Regions from separate parts of the Gossypium hirsutum genome. Here region 1 is linked to region 2. Evidence: chromatin contacts called from public Hi-C data. All regions are on one chromosome and are shown on one strand. The core of a region is the stretch at or near the end of the contact, and the rest is flanking DNA. Distances in the headings are between cores, read along the strand shown.

Region 1 (2,852 bases), core at 168-2,667, 75 kb after region 2:
AAATAAGTTGTAAAAGTATTGTGAAAGTTTTTATATTAAAATGTCATATTTTTTTATTTTTTATTTAAGAAATTGGTAAATTAATTTTTATATATTTAGATCAAAGAGTAAATTAATCATTCTCTTAAAAACAATTAAGTACTGACAGAGCAATCAAATAGTGGCCCGTGATGTGCTACGTATACATAATGTTGTTGTGTAATATTTTTAAAAAACTCCTAAATATTTTTTTATAATTATTTAACCACATTTAGGATAATATAGATATAGTTTTTCAAATAATTATATAAAATAGAAAAATATTTAAAAGCATTAAGAACCATAAGAAACTATAAAAAAAATTATTGTAAAGGACGTAATCCTCGACAAATTTAGGTTGTTTTTAATCATTTTATTATTAATATTTTTATAGTATTAATTAATTTTTTATAATATTTTATATTTTTATATTTCATGGTTTTCTAAGTAAATGATTAAAGTATTATTTACTTTAGATTGTTTTTAAAGTGAAGCTATTTGCTACATTTACTGTAAAGTCTAAAAATTTCACAAAAATATTACGGATTGACAAGTGTTATATAATGATATAGTAAAATATCAAAAAGATGAATATAAAAAAAAAAGACATACGCTAATTTTGTAAGAGTGCTTGTGGAATAAAAAAATAAACTACTATTGTACCAACTATTCATCCTTTCTTTTAAAATTTAAATATTTATTAACATGATAAAATGCTACATCAGTATGATATACACGTGACACAACATATGTTTGATTGCTCTACACCATTGTTTAACAATAAAAATTGATGAAATTTTTTGTAAAATTATCAGTTTACTCTTACTCAATTTTTAGTAGAAAAGACAAAATATAATTCTATTTATAGTATACCAACCTTCATAATATTTTTAGCGAGAAAGCGTTGAGGTGAGCCAATTCTTCTTCTAACTCACTCTTGATGATCGGTCATCAGCATTACAGATTTGCCAAGCTGAAACCCAGAACCTGCACAACAATTAGATTTATTTTATTTTTAGAATTTATCATTTTATGTGACCGTAGACGGACTAATGATTGAAAACTAGAAAAGAGATTTTAATAGTAATGAATTTCATCGTATTTGCTTTTTTTTCATATAATATTTAAAATTATCTATAATCACTCCCTAACCCATAAATAAGAGAATAATATGCTTCAGCGCACTCAAAATCACATACTCCTGCATTAAAGCATGCACATATTAATAAGTTAAAACTCAATCGACAGAAATATTATTTTTTAATAAAAGGTAAAATGCAAGAAAATCAGTTTTGATAGTAACAAATGTTTAGATTGTTCAAAAGGTTGAAGGTTGGTGCATTTACTTGAAGGACTCTTTTGAGATCATTGTAAATATATACGGCCCAAAAGCCCAGTCTTAAGAGGAGACCTAAGTATAAAAAGGAGAAAGGAAACCTTAAAAGAGTAGAGTTATACTTGAAGGAAGCAAGGACTATATCGTAAATTCATTATTTGGATAACAAATAAAAAAGTCGGATTTAGATTTCGGCAAATCCGAATCCAATTTCATACGAGTAAAATTTTGAATTTCAAAATCCATTTTAAAATTTGAAATTTTCAAAATTTAAGATTGATTAAAAAAATATGGAAAGCTTTTTTTGTTCTTTCTTCTTTCACAAGTCCTTCAAAACCTAAAGAATAGATGATTTATTTATAGTATATTATCAACAAAGCTCAAGGTTTTTAGAATTGGATCGATAGGTGAACCGGTCAAACCACCGACTTCTGACTCAACCGAGTTGGTTGATCCAATCGGTTTGATTCAATAAATTATTAAAAAATTAAATTCAGATAAAATTGGTTTAACCCATGATTTGGCCAGTTCACGAGTCAACCAATTTGACCCCTTATTTCGAATTGATACCTCGACCGATTCCTGATCCAATCAATTTGATCCTATCCAGTTCTGAAAACAATGACGAAGCTTCATGCATTTAATTTAATATAGTATAAATATTCAAAATTTTCATTTATTCCATAATTTCCACAATTCTAATTTATAAACCCCTAACTTTTAACTTATAATTTCCATAATTTGGCCAACGGTTCGCTGGTCTTACTGGTTCAATCAATTCGACTGATTCATCCAATTCCATTAAACAAATTATTAAAAAATTCATAAAAATAAAAATATTTTAAAAAATCGGTTCGTCCAATCAACCAGTTTATACCGGTTAACGTGTCAACTAATTTACTATCTTTCTCCATATCAATATCCTGATTAGTTCCCAGTCCAACCAATTTGTCCAATCTAATTCAAACAACAATGTTCAAAATCCTCCTAAGTAATTAATTTTTTTTTTAAAAAAAGCAATATTTTTGAAACTTAGAATTAGTTGAAATCCAAATCTAATTTTGAATCATCCAAATAATAAATTTGGAATAACTCAAAATCTTGAATTCCGAATATTTTAATTCTCAAACAAAGAATTTGAAAATGATAAATTCATAAATCATAAATTTCAAAGCTAAAATCTTCAAATCTAAATCTCAATTCCCAATCACTACCTTAATAATTTTGTAAATTATTCATCAGGAAACCTAAAATAGTAATCAAATTCCTCATGTTGTATGATTTGATTTGAGTAAAGTTATTATTTCATTAGTAAGGGTTAATAGATGAAAAACATAAATTGTATGGACCTACAAGGAGAAGGTGTTACCAGCAATTATGGATTAAAAAGTAATTTACATTGATTAATCAATTTTTAATAGAAAATTTATACTTTTTTCAATCTACTTTCTAATGAGATGTGAAAGTTATTATGGTATCTTATTAAAAGATAAACAGT
Region 2 (2,894 bases), core at 223-2,722:
CCTTTAATCTAATACCTAGAGTGAATTTATAGGTGCATTCACCTATATACAAAACACTATAACTTTCTCTAGATTGCTTGACTTGTAGTAATATATATTATTAAGAATTTAGAACATATATGAAAATTGAAATTTCAAATGCTAAATTGAAAAAAATTACATGATTTAACATATTTTATGAATTGCTTCATATTCTAATGGAATAATTTATTTGTTTAGGTTGAACTCTAAAGATTATTTTATTATTTTAAATAGATTAGAACTTTTAAATATTATTTTTTATATTTGTTGAGTATTTCAGAGTGTGTGTCTTTCGAAAGAGATTAAATCATGTATTTATATGATATAGTTATTGTTCATAAATGTGATTTCGTAAGTAGGTTCTCATGTATGCCGTCACGTACTCTACTCTAGGGTTAACACGTGTTTTCTAGATATGGGTTCGCACAATATAAGTTTACCTACATGGTAGTGCAAACCCACATCCTATTGTCTATAGAAAGATATGTGAATACCTCACATGCAAACTCAAAGTACGAACAACATAATGTACGAATCAAGACTCAAACAAATAATCGAATAGTGGCTGAATAATAATGAATACCAATATTGACATTTATTTTACGGTTGAAATTATACCATTTTTCTTGGATCTTACATATTTAATTTCTCTATTTCAATTTGTTGAAATTTATTCTTTGTATGTTTATAAAGTTTCAAAATTTCAATCTTGTGTCAGTAGATTTTATTTTATATTATATGGATAAGGAAAATTGTGTAATAAGTTGAAATGACAAACCATTTTTTATTAGATTATATACACTAATTTTTTAGAAAAAAGAATGAGAAATTGAAAACATTCAATTCATGTGAATTTTGATAATAAATAAATTTATTAAAATGTGAAAAGAAAAGAAGAAAAAGAAAATATTTATTTTTTCAGTCAAATCAAAATGTTGGGTGACTTGACTTGTTCAATGTATAAAACCTCAGCTTATGGCTTGCTTTTTCAATCTATACTCTGAATTTTCTTGTAAGCCATTTGGATTTGCTTAAAATATTCGAGTTTAGACGGTCTAAAAAAAGTTTGCCCGAGTTATGACCGGTTCAAGCTTATATTTTTACTTAAATTCTCTTATTTTTTAAGCGAACTTTTAAATTAAATAATCTAATCCATGTACATGTAGCATGATACTGAAAATAAGATGTCTATAAGTTTATTTTTATATTAAAACTTTAGTAAAAAGGTTGATTGTTTTCATGAATAAAATTTTTTCAATTTTAGATTTGAAGAAGGAAGGTAATCTTTATATTTAGAATCATTAATTTGGACTTACCTTGAAACTTTTTAAATCTGCTTGCATGATTATTTTTACTTTTTTTCTTTTTAAAATCAGATTCGAAAGAATCACAAATTTGCTTTATAAAAAAAAGGCCTAACCCCAGCAATTTCTTGCGGCCTTCCTTAGAATCTAACTGGAAACCAATGCCATGATGCCTTTGAAGTTTGAACCGACTAAAAACAACTCAAAATAAATGGTAAAAAAAAAAATTATCTGGATTTTTATTGAAAAAAGAAAATCGCAAAAGTCTACTTTTACTTGGGAAGCTTCCTCCATCGTCAAACAAATGACTCAGCCATCCCTTCCATTGTGGCTGCCCTCAATGAAACACCGTAGAAATCAACTCCATATTTGGAATTGGACCCACCCCTTTTTCTTCTTCTTCTTCCTCTCATTTAAAACCCCACTGCCTTGTTTTTCTCTCACTCTCTCATCCCTCTCCAATGCTCCTTTCCTCACCATGTCGTACACCACCCACCATGGAGTCTTCTCGCTTTTCTTCTTGCTCTTCCTGCTCCTCTCCCCGCCGCCGTCCTTCGCACAGAACTTCAACCAAGACGAAGAAAATTACGCTCGTTTCAGCCCTTCCATGGCCGTAATCATCGTCGTTTTGATCGCCGCTTTGTTCTTCGTGGGTCTTTTCGCCATTTATATTCGGAATTGTTCCGACGTGTACACCAACAGACAGAGCATCCGCCCCGTCGCCGGGCGTTCATTGCGCGGCACGCGTGGGCTGGACGCGTCGGTGATCGAAACTTTCCCTATCATGGTTTACTCCGAAGTTAAGGGTCATAAGATCGGCAAGGGAGCTTTGGAGTGCGCGGTTTGCTTGAACGAATTCGAAGACGACGAAACGCTGCGTTTGATACCCAAATGCGACCATGTTTTCCACCCTGAATGTATCGACGCTTGGTTAGCTTCTCATACCACTTGCCCCGTTTGTAGAGCCAATCTCGTTCCTCAACCAGGTGACCCCGTGAGTCAACTCACTGCATTAAATAACACTGCCGTCGAGTTAGACCTTGAGGCTCAGAACAATGGCAGTAACTCAGAACCGGAAGAAGAAAGGAGCATAAATAACAACGCTGTTAATTGTCAGGTAGAGGCTCAAGTGGCTTCGGAGGTTGAAGTGAATAATTTGAATGTAACTTTAAATAGGAACCGTACACGTGGATCAAGATCTGGCCGTCCACGTAAACTTTCTTTCTTGCGATCTCACTCGACCGGACATTCTTTGGTCCAACCGGGGGAGAATACAGATCGATTCACTTTACGATTACCAGTTGATGTTCGGAAACAATTAATGAACCGAAAGTTGAATCGGGCGACAAGCTTAGTGTTGCCCAGGGAAAGGAGTTCACGCCGAGGGTACCGAGCATCAGAAGATGGAGGGAGTAATAGAGGGAAACTGGACCGTGGTGCCAAATCGGACAGGTGGGTTTTTAGTATGACGCCACCTTTTTTTAATAGAGCATCTTCCGTGAAATCACTAAAAGTCGCTGCGCATGATGGTGAAGGGACCTCAAGTAATTTGCCGGTTGGAGCAATGGC

What was found. A called contact is a pair of places that touch in the nucleus more often than the background predicts.
Region 1: a Hi-C map of leaf shows a contact between it and region 2, with 2.8 times the contacts expected there. The contact joins the enhancer-like site here to the promoter of LOC107887734 in region 2. A contact is called at or near these places in 4 of 34 Hi-C or Micro-C datasets (anther, callus, leaf and 1 more).

The regions. Positions count from the first base shown.
Region 1 is chrA11:111,609,919-111,612,770 of Gossypium_hirsutum_v2.1, forward strand. No RefSeq gene overlaps it. Among protein-coding and RNA genes, the nearest start is that of LOC107887718, 19 kb to the left of the region's middle. Within about 2 kb of position 1,418, at least 1 of the 9 cell types and tissues checked has an H3K27ac peak or open chromatin away from gene starts, as enhancers often do. A contact at or near this core is called in leaf, where this site is marked.
Region 2 is chrA11:111,534,573-111,537,466 of Gossypium_hirsutum_v2.1, forward strand. LOC107887734 (E3 ubiquitin-protein ligase ATL6) reads left to right here and starts at 1,473. Exons shown (of 1, transcript XM_016811969.2): 1 at 1,473-2,894. The coding sequence starts at 1,537.